Linked DNA regions of Mus musculus: all the other regions are linked to region 1. The links are chromatin contacts, called in public HiChIP or PLAC-seq and promoter capture Hi-C maps. All regions are on one chromosome and are shown on one strand. The core of a region is the stretch at or near the end of the contact, and the rest is flanking DNA. Distances in the headings are between cores, read along the strand shown. Region 1 has its middle 94 kb from the start of Far2. Region 2 holds the start of 1700034J05Rik (RIKEN cDNA 1700034J05 gene). Region 3 overlaps E330012B07Rik (RIKEN cDNA E330012B07 gene). Region 4 holds the start of Rep15 (RAB15 effector protein). Region 5 overlaps Mrps35 (mitochondrial ribosomal protein S35).

Region 1 (2,700 bases), core at 68-2,567:
TGAGTATGTGTGTGTGCATGTATATGTGTGTATGTGTATATATGTGCATGTGTGTGCACATATGTATGTGTGTTCCTGTGTATATGTGTGAATGTGTGTGCACATGTGTATGTGTGTATATGTGCATGTATGTGTATACATGTGTGTGTGTGCGTGTGTGTGTGTGTGTGTGTGTGTGTGTGTGTGTGTGTGTTTGGAGAGTGAGAGGAGAAGGGTAGAGGAGGTTATCCTCAGTGTTGTGTCAATCTGCTTTTCTGTTTACAAGCATAAACACGGGGAACTGGACTGAGGCAGTTGAGAGTCAGCCTTGAGAACTCCCAAGTTTCTTGCTCTACCCTGCACTCCTCCAGTGTTAAAGGCCAAGGGACTCTCTCTTCTGTGTTTAGGACCCAATGGTTGTATGCCTATGTAACAGGGGCAGCTTCCTGGTCCCATGTCTCATCCTCTCCCACCTGTGCCTCAGTACCACATTGTGGTCAGCACACAAAGTGTTTCCCTTTCCCTTAGTATTTAGGCATTTCTGCTCACTGCAGCATCAGCAAGCATCATCATGCCAGACTTTGGAAGCAGTGGCAGCAAGCATCATCATGCCAGGCCTTGGGAGAGATCAACACCATGGTTCACACCAATTCTCATGCCTAAGGCTTTAGAACTGAGCACTCTACAAACAACTCTAGAGCCACGGTGTTCTGCGTTCTCCTTTAGGTGGGTATGTGTATGACTCAACATATGCTCCTTTCTCACATACACACAGAAGCCTGGCCTGTGGGAGGCCTCAGAGTTCGGGAAGCCTCTGCCTGGGAGACATCCTGGCACTGGGGTATTCTGGAGTTACAAAAGATGCACGGCTTTCTGTTGGCTTTCTTCCCTATGTGCGGCCCTGGTGACTGCCCAGGGAGAGGAAAGCCCCTCACTCCCCCAGGACTTGAGGCACCTTCCTGTTCCTTGGCTGCATTTACAAAATCTCCCTGAATAATCAAGCGGCTCTCATGATTTCAGCTTCCCTGGGGAAGGCTCTGGCAGTCCCTGGCAGTGCAGTGCACAAGGTTTGGGGTCTGGGTGGGGGTGGGGGTGGGGTTGGGGACAGAGTGGAGAACTGGAGCTCAGGAGCACAGTTTTGAGCCAAGCTGATTTCTATTACCTTGGGTATGTGAAAGCAGGAAGAAATGTCACATTATCCGCCCCCCCCCAGCTTTGCGTGCCTTGCCTGGCATGGAGTCTGCCAGTTTAGACCACCTATAATGCAGACCTGCAGACCTGGAAGAAAACACTCTCTGTGATAAACACACCCAGGCATCTGTGAGGCAAGAATGCCCTCTAACGGAAGTGTGAAGAATGTCGGTGATTTACCTTCTTTCTATTTAACTGGCAACAATTCTGCCCCATTTTACATCTTGGGTTCAAAGCTCATGTTTACATTCAAATACATCTATCAGGAGGACCTGGTAAGCTGCCAAAAGATTCTTCTGTGGCTCTGTCTCCCATGAATCCTAGTTCCTGCTTATAATTTTTATCCTTACTTATGATTGAGAAATGAAGGGTTTCTGGGCTTAATTTCACTCAGGTTTTGAGATGAGGTAGCCACAGTGTTTTTAGCCCCATCGTCCTCTGAGAAGTGCCCATGCTTTTTCCTAAAGTCATGTGTTAACCATTTAGCCAATTCTACTTGGCTCAGAGCACCCTGAAGTCCTCTTATGATGATGCAATGTCGCAAAGTCCAAGTTGATCTGTGTGGGTCGGCATAGGAGAGCTCCGTTCAGACTTGCTGACTGCACTTACTGAGAAAAACCCACATAGGCATATTCCAGAAGCAGTGCCGATTAACTCAAATTGAACCCCAGATCAGGCTAAGCTTGTTGGGCATTACATGCCTCTCTCCTCTGTGAGTGAACTAAGCCATTAATACTTAGACAGTAGAGACAGCTGCTTGGATTCTGGGCCATGTCTGAAGGGCCTTTTCACCCTGTCACTTGGCCGAGACGGTGGCTCAGACAAGAAATGGATTCAGCTAGCTTCCCATGCCATCCAAGCAGAACCAGGTCATGTGTAAGAACGGCAAACCATGGGCTTCCAAGAGCTATGGAAATTGGTGGAGCTTGCTGTCACTAGAAGCAAGACTTATAGACCAGCATTTCTTCTCATTTCTTTGTTAGACTGGAAATGACTACCTGGCCTGTAGGTGTGTGACTTATAACCGGACCCCTGAGCCTGAACCTGAACCAGGAGGGACACCCACTCAACTCAAGAGTAGAGTTGTCTACTCTACTCTTGAGGTTTGTCTCTCACTTTTGTGGTTCATAACATTAAATCACTGTGAGGCTGGGAAATGACTCAGCATAAACATGAAGACTGAGCTAGATTCTCAGCACATGTTAAAAAAGGAAAAAGAAAAAAGAGAGAGAAGAGGAAGGGAAGGAAGGAAGGAAGGAAGGAAGGAAGGAAGGAAGGAAGGAAGGAAGGAAGGAAGGAAGGAAGAAAAGGAGGAAGGGAAGGAGGGAGGGAGGGAGAGAGAGCAGTCCAAGTTCAGTGGAGCACACCTGTTCTCTCTTTCTCCTGCAGGGGAGACAGAGGCAGGAAAACCCCTGGAACTGGCTCAGAGTCTCTTTGTGCTTAGAAACAAAATTCTGACATCTCCTCTGTGGGGCTCGCCATGGCAATCACTCTGTATTTTAAACTTTGAATGCCTCATGCAGGGTAGAA
Region 2 (2,700 bases), core at 22-2,521, 1.0 Mb before region 1:
AGTCAGTTTTGTCTTGTCTTCTGGCCACTTATCCATCCACTGGCTATGGGCATTTAGATCCAGATTAGCAAGAGAGTCTGCATGGTTAGAGTCCACATCGATATCCCAGGCCAGTGTGATGCTTAGCTTGCTGAACTGCTCTGGGTCATGCTCCACCTGATCTCGTTTCCTGAAGAGTCTCCTTAAACTCTCTGTCCTCCAGGTGCTTTGGACAGGAGGGAGGAAATGGACCAAAGAATCCACAGAGGCTGTCTCCTCACGGGAGACCAGGTCCTCATAGGAAAAGGTGTTCTCAGAGGGGTAGTAGCCCACCGAGGCGCTCTGGTTGGACTTGCATTCATAAATAGAATCCTCTGTGCTACTGTAGTCACTGCTGGAGGGTGAGGTTGTCATGGTGCTGAGAGTGTCCAATCTCAAGTTTTCCTTGATTCTGGAAACTTCAGAAGAAAAAAATTAGTAAATGATATTATGGGGGGAAGTTATATGACCCATTCCTTTTTCTTATTGAAACTATTCCTTCCACTCTGTATAGTCCACCCTTTTGTACTTTCTGCCTCTGTAAAGACAAAAACACTCTGGCATCTCTTCTTTGTGCCTCTTATTTGTTTGACAGTAGCTGAGAGAGCTTATAAACAAAAAGGAGAATTTGAAAATGACAGGGAAGTGTGACTAGAGTCAAGTATGTTTTCAGTCCACTCTTCTGAGGTCAAGGTAACTAATTTCTTAGTATATATGTATATCTGTGCGCATATGTACATATACACACATATCCAAATACATGTGGTTCTCACATCAATAGAAACTTATTATCAAGTTTATAATAACCTATGGCTATTCTAATATTCTTAACTACTTTCTTATTAAATAGCCTTAGGTGTCACCTACTGATACTCAATAACTTGGCTGATTAATGATCACTAGGTTACTTAAGACCATACCATGATCCATGGAGTTAGTGGACCAAAGATCATAAATATATAGACATAATAATTGATACCAGAATGCTTTCCAGAAAGGTGACTGTCATTTGAGCACCCATCTTCCCACCATCTGATGGCATGTTTATTCTGCATTTTCCATAATCTCCCTGTAAGCAAACCTGGAAGACCACACACTCACACTCACACACATGCTCATGCCTTTGTCATGCCCTGATCTGAGGGCTGCCCAGATGAGACAGGCGCTTCCAGCAGTGGAGACAAAGTGATGGAGTCAGAAACCCTTCAGAGCCCATGTCTCAGTGATGTAAAGCCCAACTGCTTCTGAGAAGTTTGTGTTCCAAGACTGTTGGTTACCATGGCAACAAAGGAACCAAGTTATGGTCAGAATTATGTAAAGGGACAGGATCTGTCCCTTCAGTTTCAGAGTATTCTGAGCACATACAATAGTAGGCTGCACTCTCTTCATTAGAATCAGTCAGTTCCATGAGATCTTTCTCACATTTTCCCTCATTTCCATCCCCCAAGATTTCCATCCCCCAAGATTGCACATTAGTCTGCTACATGTCATACTTAGGTTTCCACTGCCATGCTAGGTCTGTAGATTACAGGGGGCAGATCTTGGAACTTCTCAGCAATTCTTTGTAACTAGTCTCTTTTTATACATTAAAATTTCCTGTTGTTTCTGTGTCTCTAGAGAATGCAGGCTACCTACTTATTTTGCTGCTTTTGAAATTAATGAATGATGACCATATAGTATATATCTGTAATCTAGCTCTTGGGAGACCAAAGCAAGAAGATTGAATGTAGCTCAGGCTGGTATCCTCTTGTCTTAGTTTATATCAGAAATACCTCATACACACACACACACACACACACACACCGGACAGTTGAGTGCCTAACAAGTTTCAGACCCTATGTTCTGCCACTTGTAGCAGGAATTAATTAACTAACTAATTAATGATTTCATGTATGTGTGTCTGTGTATGTACACCACATAGATGCCAGAGCCTTGGGTCCTCTGTAACTAGAGTTACAGATGGTTGTGAGTCTCCTGATGTGGATGCTGGGAACCTAACCTGACTATGGGGGTCATAGTAAAGGAACCCAGTCTAGCAAGGGAGCCATGGTAGAAACCATCCCCCCTGAGTACATTCAAAAGACCCAGTGGGAATCCTTTGGCTAGGAGGGTGAGGTGAGTGCCACTTGCTGTGTTTAGAAACTGTGGACACTGTTGATGGCCAACAGTTCTCCCTTTGGCTACATTATAATTTGGGTGCAATGGTTTTACCAAAAGACAAAAAAAAAAAGTTTGAAGGGATGATAGGATGTAGGCTTCCCAAGAAACAAGCTGAGGTCTTCTTAGGAGACTAATAGCAAAATGCTTAAAATTCAGACATTCAGATGATTCTTGTTCTTCTAGTCCTCAGGGCACTGTGAAGGAAAAGGTGGAGATGGGTGAGAAGAGAGGGGAGGGCAGACATGCTCAAAGTTGACTGCTGAGAAGGAACCTAACCTAGAGGCAGAGCCAAGTTAACCTAATAGAAAGTGGGGCTCGGGGCTGTGGGTGTGGCTCAGTGGTAGAGCTCTTGACTAGCCTATGGGAGACTCTCTGCAGTCTCCTGTACCATAGAAATACAGTGGCAGAAAGTCTACCTAGAGTGTTTATTGTGTTTTGGAAAATCAGACAGATGGTAAAAAGAATCTAGAGTAAGTGAAGATGACTATGAATAGCAGCAGGCAGAATGAATGCCTGTTATAA
Region 3 (2,700 bases), core at 169-2,668, 750 kb before region 1:
TATTAGATTTTTTTTTTAATTTACATTTCAAATGTTATCCCCTTTCCTAGTTTCCCATCCAAAAATCCCCTATCTTTTCCCCCCTCCCTGTTTCCCCCATCCACTCCTGCTTCCTGGCCCAGTCATTCCCCTATATTGAGGCATAGAACCTTCACAGGACCAAGAGCCTCTCCTCCCATTGATGACCAACTAAGCTATCCTCTGCTACATATGCAGCTAGAGCCACAAATCCCTCCATGTGTTTTCTTTGATTGGTGGTTTAGCCCCAGGGAGCTCTGGGGTTACTGGTTAGTTCATATTGTTGGTATAACAGCCTTAGGCACTGTTCCTTGTGAGACATGAATAAATATCTACTCACCCCAGATAGGGAGCCAAAGACAGACCAAAACGTGAATACCACCAAAGTCCTAGTTGGTGAACCAAAGACTTTTACCATTGTTACTTATCAGAATATGGGTGCAGGGTTACTTACAGTAGCAGAAATGACTCAAAGACAGCCGAAGCTCTGAAAGCCCACCCCAGCATGAGTGGCAGTTCATGAAAGCTGGAAACACAGAACACATTGCAGTCAGATCAAGATGTCAGATCCCAGTGCATAGCCTCTCAGGCAGCCTGGCTAGTTGCTACTTTTCTTAGGCTGCTGGATCTGAGCTGCTCCTGAACGGTTCAGCTTGCCTGAGGTTGACATTCAGCCTTTACTGCTTATATATTCTAGGGGAAGGAGGTGGTGTGGGGGGGGTCTAGTAAATCTGATCAGTTTCAGGTACTTCCTGAAGCTATTTTGAGTTGTTCCCTTTGTTTCTTAAGGAGCTTCCTTGTTGGAGGGAGCCTTCACCTGCCCTGAGAACATATTGTTTCACCTCCTGAGTCTTGAAAAGAAGTTTCCTTCAAGATGTAAGGATTTAATTTAACTTTGGACTAAATTGCTACAAATCTGCACTTAGTAACTAGAGCTTGTTTCTTTAGTATTACCGCCTCAGATCTCCATACTCACAGTGTGGTATTTGCCCTTCAGCCTTCCCCATCCTGGTTTGAGATGGCTTGGGGGAAACTCATGCCCTCTAGTTCCCACTGTCTCCAATTAAACGCTCTGGCAGGAGGCTAGAGAGAAGTGAATGAGTGTGGGCCATTTTCCTAGCTTGGAACTATAGCTACTGTTAGACCAGAGTTCCTCAGTCTTCCTTTGGTGTTTCCTTCAAGCTGAAGGGTGTGACTGGTACCACTGGTTACAGCCTGGAGGCACCCCACCATCCTTGAAGCTGTACCTGCCCTGCTGTCTTGCTAAAAGTCTCTTAATTATGGCATCTTCCAATTGCCCCATCTCCTCCCAAATGCCTGACTCACTGTTAGCTCATACTGAACACATGCCAGGAGTGGCCATTAAGACATTAACACATCCTGCTTGATTTGATGATTTCTTAAACCTACATTAACCTTGACAAACAGAAACTGTAGTTTGGAAGGACTTGTAATTTCCCCCAGGCTATACAGGGAGTAAAGGACAGGATCAGATCCTGTGCACTGCAAACCCTTTTAAGTGATTCATGGCTCTTCTATCCCTTTCTGTGGGTCACACACACCTAGAGGAAGGCTCTGTTTCTTTTCAGACATCAGCATCAGTAGCTCTTCCTGTTGATGCCTCAGAGATATGGAAGCAAGACCATACATCTATCTACCTTTGTTAGTTACCAGAAGCCCTGGGTATGTCAGCCCTGGGATGTTCTTAGAGCCAAGATCCCAGTCCTTAGGATGAGCTTCATTACTGGGGAGGTTGGTTGACATAAGGGCTTCTCTCTCTCCAGCTTCACCTTCCTTCCACATCAGCAAAGTCAGCAGCAGAAATGATGTGTGGTGACTGCAAGGGCGAGTGCAGATGTGAGATTGGCACACAACAGTCTGCATTTCATGTGGCTTGGGTGACGTGGGTTTCAGTGTGGAGGTGCTGTTTATGTCTGTCATGCTCCTGGGCATAGCGGCCAAGGGTGGTCGTGCCACAGCCATGACATCACCGCCTTCCCTCTCAGAGAACCTCCAGGGTGCTCTTTGCATATTTGTGTAATGATTTTTTTTTCTATGCTTGCTACTGGAGTTTTTAAGGTCAAAGCCTGGGCCCCGGCACCTTAAGCTAGACTTGGCAAACTCGTCCTCAACAGGCCAGTTAAAGAGACAAATAACAGTGAAAAGCAGAGAAAGGAGATTTGTCCAATGTGGCCACACTGGTAAGAGGAACAAAGGGCCCAGTAGTCACCTCCCTTCCCTACACTCATACAAATTAATCTTAAATTTCCCAGCAATGAGCAGATTAAAGAGTTTGTTGTGAACATTTAGCAAAAGTATATTTAAAAAAATTTACTTACTTTGTAAATGTAAGTCATTAGTTACCATTCTTTATTGACAAGATTTGACACTCCGACATTTTTTTCTGTCACATACAGGGTGAGCTTACCTGGTGTTACTGTTATTGCTGGTTGCTGTTGAGTCTTCTGTGACTCCTATTATGGGAGAGAAATGTAACAAAGATATCTGACAAACATATATACCTACCATTTTATAATTATCACAACTTTAATAAAAATGACACATACATAACTTGCATAGTTAAAAATACTTCTAGAAAAAATATAGTAACAATCTAATAATTTTTATGTATATTCCTTAGAGATATTTTATCTGACACAAAGCATTTTTCATGTCTTTTCA
Region 4 (2,700 bases), core at 54-2,553, 920 kb before region 1:
CCTTTGCTAAACTCATCATTATGTTGAACTAAGGAGTCCTGCCTAGCCATGTCGATTGTACCTTACACTCAGACTGTCAGCTGATGGGGCTTCGTATTATTTCAATCAGAACCCAAATATTTTAAAGCTGTAGAACATTTTCTAATGGCTATCCTGTCCAACAGCAGGTTGCTCATGTTTTCTGTCACACAGGGCCCAAAGGCTTTTTGTAAAGAAAATAGAAAGCTACAAAGCAGCTGTTGAGTGGTATGTGTCTATGAGTGTTTTCAGCAGGGTTGGAGACAATCTACTTTTCATTCAGGGCTACTCTAAATGAGATCCCCTGTGTTCTGGACAGGAGCTTAGACACTGGGGGACAGGTGGACAGGTCACTTTACAGTGATAGATCTGGTGATAGCTATTTCCAAATGTCAGCAGTATGCCGTTTTTATGCTCTGCAGGTTATAAAGCTGTTCATTGTGAACCTTGTAACACTGCTGGTTATTTCTAATTAAATTATCAGATGCTAACATGCTCCCATTCATGATTTCATGACAATATTGGCTTCTTCCTGTATTGGGGTTTTAGTTTAACATGAATAAATACCACCATTTGAAAGCTCAGTTTGTTATTAGAACCTGGTTAAAATACCAGCAGACTGTTACAGATGCCAAATATTCTTTATCAAGGACAATGTAACAACTGATGATATGTGATAAAGTTAAAAACTTTTGATTATATATTTTATTTACAAAAGTATTATGCAAAGTTTGCATTACCTTATGAGAGGAAATAAAGTCAATTGATAATTGCCTTGTGTATTTGTCATTGTTTCTTTGTTCAGAAAAACAAAGTCTTCATTTCTGGTGGAAACAGTAACTGATTTTTGTTTGTAAACTTGCACGTTTGATTGAGTTTTTTTGAATCAGACAAATTGAGATCTCTGCTTAAGAAGTACATATAAAAGGAAATGCCAGCAACCTGCCTGGGGAAGGAAGGGTCAGAACAGATGCGTCAAAAAAGGGAAACAGAAGAGACACAAGCTTAGAGACATTGGTTGGAGAATGTAGGAGTCTAACCCATACATTCACGTGCTGGTTTTATTTTGACTAGTTTTTAGAAACAGGAGCCACATCCAGGAAGAGATCAAATGTAGCCTGTACATAACCTGGAGTAGAGCAGGTGTTTTGTGTGAAATTGTCATTTGTCACTTGGCAAGCATCAGGAATCTGTGAGCACAACACACCCAGTTGACAAACGGGGCCCTCCCTCACATGTTTGTCTAGCCTCGGGTCTATATGGCTAGCCACATCAAGGAAGCTGTGGCATTAGGAAGCTGGTGGTGGCTTTAACAGATGTGGCTTTGCTGAAGAAAATCTATGAGAAAGAGGCAGTTCCCGGTGACATTCACATGCTGAATAGCTAGAAGCAGCATTTACTGGGTGTGAGAAAATGGGACAAAAGGCTTCACAGCAGGTAGCTCCGAAGGACAGCCAGGAGGTTCTTGCCATGTGTGAGGTGGTCAGTGCGGCTATTTCCCATGCAGCGCAGAAGCTGAAGGAGTACCTCGGGTTTGAGTATCCGCTGAGCAGACTCTGCCTTGCAGCGAGTTCACTGACTGAGGTCTTCCTCGTCCACTTCGTTACCTTCTGCCAGGAAAGGGGAGCGGATGAGTGGCTCACCACCACCAAGATGACCAAGCACCAGGCCTGGCTGTTTGGAGCAGACTGGATTTGGACCTTCTGGGGACCTGATAAGCAAATACGGCTTCAGGTGGCAGTGCAGACTCTGAGGATGGCTTCGCTCCCTCTGACGGACCCAAAATCCTGTGAGTCAAGGGGAGAGGAGTCTTGGAAAAAAGGCAGATTTGACAAGCTGCAAGAGTTCTGTAACTTGGTAGGAGAGGACTGTCTGGGTCTGTTTATCATCTTCGGTGTGCCTGGAGAACCTAAGGCTATCAGAGGCGTTGTCCTGGAGAGTGTCAGAAACGGGATGATGGAGAGCCAGCTGCCAGGACGAAAGGCTGTGGAGCAGTTTGTGCTGGAAACAAAGGACTGTATCTCCATCAAAGAGCTGCTAGGGAACTGTCTGAGTAAAAGAGATGGGCTGAGTGACATGGGCAGAGTTTACATCCGCATCCTCTAAACTGGGCATGTTGCTGTGACTGGCCTGTGAGACAGAACAGGAGGACAATCCCCAACACAGGGCTATCCACCCCCTACATTGACTGAAAGTGATCCCTGGGTTAAAACTTGCTAGTGTCCCAGTTACGGAAAAGAAAAGAAAAAAAAAATAGCTGTTGCTGTGTCTTGGGAAATTTTACTTTGGGTTTTGTTTATTCAAAACTAAAAATTGGAAGAGAAAATGATAAATTATACATAAAGTTTGATTTGGAAAAAAAAGTTGTCTTTGAACTCATCTCATAGTCACAAGCTTAAAATGTTACTGCTGTTGTAAGGAGAGCAACTGTTCATGAGGTGTGGTGGGGATGTCAGTTTTGGTTCAGGACTCCTAAAGAAAACTTCCCACTGCTGACCTTCTGAGCCCTCCCTCCACAATTGCTTCTTCCCAGCAACTCCACAAATAAAGGACTTTCAAAGTATTTAACATAGGGTTCAACTGGGTGTTAGCTATACCATGAGTTACTGAGTCACCGGTGAAATATGTGTATTCGCAGTAAGGAATGTATTTTCAAACACAATGGTCATATTTTCTAAAATG
Region 5 (2,700 bases), core at 74-2,573, 890 kb before region 1:
GAATTGTAAAGCCCACACCTACTCCAGCAAGGCTGCCCCTCCTAATAATGCCACTCCCTGAGCCAAGGATATACAAACCACCACACCTGGGCTCTGTGACTTTCTGCATGGGTCATTGTTTTAATCTTCAAAAGCCATATATGCAGACATTAGGCTTTCTAAGATTTTGGGTGGAACAGAGATTTTTTTTTTTTTTTTTGTAATTTCTACCAAATAATGGGCTTTCAGTAATGGTCCATTATTTTTGTTAAAAATACTACAGTGAGATTTTTTTTTCTTAGAATTTCAAGTACTTTTATGGCAAATTCCTGTGTACAGCCTACACATTTAACTTGACAGAGGCTAAAATAAAACACTTGAGACTGAATCCGTTCTCTTCTGCCTAAATCCAGTACATCACCCAATCTTCCTGCTCTGATGAAATTATTGAGCTGTTTCCCTCTTATTTCTGCTGCTCCGCCCCCTGTAGATCTTTCTTTATCCTTCCCCTGAAACAAGGTGGTCGCGCCCCCCCCCCCATCATTGGGTTTCCCATGGCTTTCTCAAGTCTGGCTCTGTGGTGTAACCTTTATGGCAGTGCCCCCGTTAGCAGCGTGTGAAGCCACTGCACTCCCCGTGCATCATGGCTTTGCACACGTCCTTCCCTGCTGACCAGCCTTCCAGATGTGTGTGAGTGGCATCACTCCCGAATGCTTCCTGCCATCCTCTTTCCTTCCTTAGGTAACATTGCTACATTCATGCTAAGTGCCTGTGCACACACCTGCCTCACTGCAAGGACAAGACAGTACCTCACTCCTCTCTGTCACCCCAACATCTGTACAGTATCTGGCACACAACACTCAGTGAATTGCTTTTAAAACTGGTCCAAATTGAGTTGAACTCTTGGACATACGCAGTTAAAATTTAGTCTTGGCAGTTGAAATAATTGGCAGGGTGTTTTGTTGTTATTGTTACTTTATTAAGACATTTTTTCAAATAAACTGTTTTATATCTATATGAATTGCATGTTTGTTTTGTGTGTATTTGGGAGAAGAGACACACATATATTGAGTGCCCTGTGGATCAAAGGACATCTGTGGGAGTCAGGTTTTTCCTTCTAAATGGGTCCCTGGGATCAAACTCGGATCATCAGGCTTGGCTTGGGAGCAAGAGCCTTCTCCTCCTGAGCCAGCCTGCCAGCCTGGGTTTTTTTTTTTTTTAATGATTAAACTGTTTTCCCTCATGTAGGACAACGGTGTCCTTGTAATCATAAATGGTGGAATATTACTGTGATTCATGCCCTAGTCACAGAGAGTTGTAAATACAGAGAGTGGTAGGAGGTGGCAGATCTGTGTATAGAGCGCAGTTCCTGCATCAGTTCCTGCAGTGTGCTGACCCTCACATTAACCAGCTCCATGTTCTCGTATTAAATCTGTGCTTCCGAAGGAGAAGGATACGAGGTTATCCTTTTGCTCCGTGATTCTTCTTACCAGGTCTCTGTGTTCCTTAGAACATGTTGTTCCACCACCAAGGCCCATTGCGGTTTGGGGCAAATTGTTTAATTGCTCTGGGCTTGAGTTTCCTGGTCTGTAAAACAGATAATAGGTGTAACTCACAGGGCTGTGTGAGAGAGGTCAGTGAGTTAATAGTATCGGAACTTAAAATAGTGCCTGGTGTGGAGAGTCCTCTCTCGGTTGCCCTTTGGCTGTGTCCGTGCTGGGCCGTCCTCCCTGCCCTGCTCTCTCTCCCTTGACTGCCAAGCTCTGCTCGTTGGGACCTTTATGAGTCCATTCTCCACTGGGATCCCAGTCTTCTGCGCTGGTGCCAGGTCAGCATCAGGCCTCCTGTTGGGCTGAGGCTCCAGGAGGGCACGGTGCCTGGCACAGCAGCTGGGTCATAAAATGTATTGAATGAATAAGTGGATGATGGAGCCAACTGGGAAGGAGAACAGGATCACGTGGAATGGAAAGTTGATACTTCTGATGTTGTGGTCAGGCAGGAAGAAGGAGGTGTGTGTGGGTGTGTCTGTCTGTGTATGTGTGTCTGTGTGTATGTATGTATGAGTCTGTACATGTGTGTGTGTCTGTACATGAGTGCAGGTGCCCATAGAGAATTGGATCCCCTGGGGTGATTTTGATCTGGATGATGTTAGGCTGGGAGTTGAACTTGGGTTCTCTGAAGCAGCAGCTCTCTTAACCCTGAGCCATCTCTCCAGTGTTGGTGGAATTACAGCTGATTCTCTTCCTTTCTTTCTAGTAACTCTCTTTTCTGTGAGGATGTGTATGAATTATACGCTGCTGGAGCTGTGTGAGAGGTCACCTCTGGATTACTATCCTTGGATGCTCATGTGCACCTGTGTGCACACACAGGCACGTACACCCATGAACACAGAGGCCAGAGGACATTGTCTGGTGTACATTACTCTCTTTTGCTTGCTTCCTTGAAACGTGGTTTTTGACTGAACAGGAAGCTTGCTGGTTGGACAGGCCGACTGGCTGAGGTGAGCTCTTGGATCCACCGCTGTCCCTCAACACTGGGGCTAAGGCTTCTTATAAGTAGCCATGTCTGGTTTTTACATGTGCTGGAAATTTGAACGCAAGTTCTCATGCTTGCAAATATTCTTAGCTACTGAGCCACCTCCCCAGGCCCTTGCCTTTTATTCTAATCGCCTAATTTTTTTCCTCCAATTTTTTATTAGGTATTTACTTCATTTACATTTCA

What was found. Promoter capture Hi-C pulls out the DNA fragments that hold promoters and counts their contacts. HiChIP or PLAC-seq counts read pairs in DNA pulled down with a chosen protein or histone mark.
Region 2: a contact with region 1 is called in a promoter capture Hi-C map of hippocampal neurons, with 6 times the contacts expected there. The contact joins the promoter of 1700034J05Rik here to the enhancer-like site in region 1. A contact is called at or near these places in 8 of 39 promoter capture datasets (3T3-L1-derived adipocytes, cranial neural crest, embryonic stem cells and 5 more).
Region 3: a FOXA1 HiChIP or PLAC-seq map of pancreatic cancer cells shows a contact between it and region 1. The contact joins two enhancer-like sites. A contact is called at or near these places in 2 of 484 Hi-C or Micro-C datasets (adipose-derived mesenchymal stem cells and embryonic stem cells) and 2 of 115 datasets of contacts at active chromatin or transcription factors (fibro-adipogenic progenitors and pancreatic cancer cells).
Region 4: a contact with region 1 is called in a promoter capture Hi-C map of hippocampal neurons, with 9 times the contacts expected there. The contact joins the promoter of Rep15 here to the enhancer-like site in region 1. A contact is called at or near these places in 17 of 39 promoter capture datasets (the 3T3-L1 cell line, 3T3-L1-derived adipocytes, the HPC-7 cell line and 10 more), 4 of 484 Hi-C or Micro-C datasets (cerebral cortex, embryonic fibroblasts, embryonic stem cells and 1 more), 2 of 115 datasets of contacts at active chromatin or transcription factors (astrocytes and embryonic fibroblasts) and 1 of 9 other capture datasets (adipose tissue).
Region 5: a contact with region 1 is called in an HNF4G HiChIP or PLAC-seq map of pancreatic cancer cells. The contact joins two enhancer-like sites.

What each region holds. Positions count from the first base shown.
Region 1 is chr6:147,952,169-147,954,868 of GRCm38.p6, forward strand. No RefSeq gene overlaps it. Among named protein-coding and RNA genes, the nearest start is that of Far2, 94 kb to the right of the region's middle. Within about 2 kb of position 1,318, at least 40 of the 459 cell types and tissues checked have an H3K27ac peak or open chromatin away from gene starts, as enhancers often do. A contact at or near this core is called in 3T3-L1-derived adipocytes, adipose tissue, cerebral cortex and 3 more, where this site is marked.
Region 2 is chr6:146,953,150-146,955,849 of GRCm38.p6, forward strand. 1700034J05Rik (RIKEN cDNA 1700034J05 gene) reads right to left here and starts at 1,272. Exons shown (of 3, transcript NM_001164236.1): 1 at 1,140-1,272; 2 at 1-437. The coding sequence starts at 393. All of the region lies in intron 2 of Ppfibp1 (PTPRF interacting protein, binding protein 1 (liprin beta 1)), which reads left to right.
Region 3 is chr6:147,198,208-147,200,907 of GRCm38.p6, forward strand. The region is part of intron 2 of E330012B07Rik (RIKEN cDNA E330012B07 gene); the gene reads left to right. Among named protein-coding and RNA genes, the nearest start is that of E330012B07Rik, 19 kb to the left of the region's middle. Within about 2 kb of position 1,419, at least 23 of the 459 cell types and tissues checked have an H3K27ac peak or open chromatin away from gene starts, as enhancers often do. A contact at or near this core is called in pancreatic cancer cells, where this site is marked.
Region 4 is chr6:147,031,234-147,033,933 of GRCm38.p6, forward strand. Rep15 (RAB15 effector protein) reads left to right here and starts at 1,304. Exons shown (of 1, transcript NM_025620.2): 1 at 1,304-2,285. The coding sequence starts at 1,432. The coding sequence ends at 2,124. It overlaps Ppfibp1 (PTPRF interacting protein, binding protein 1 (liprin beta 1)), which reads left to right. Exons shown (of 31, transcript NM_001355728.1): 31 at 1-792.
Region 5 is chr6:147,063,253-147,065,952 of GRCm38.p6, forward strand. The region is part of intron 7 of Mrps35 (mitochondrial ribosomal protein S35); the gene reads left to right. Among named protein-coding and RNA genes, the nearest start is that of Mrps35, 22 kb to the left of the region's middle. Within about 2 kb of position 1,324, at least 31 of the 459 cell types and tissues checked have an H3K27ac peak or open chromatin away from gene starts, as enhancers often do. A contact at or near this core is called in pancreatic cancer cells, where this site is marked.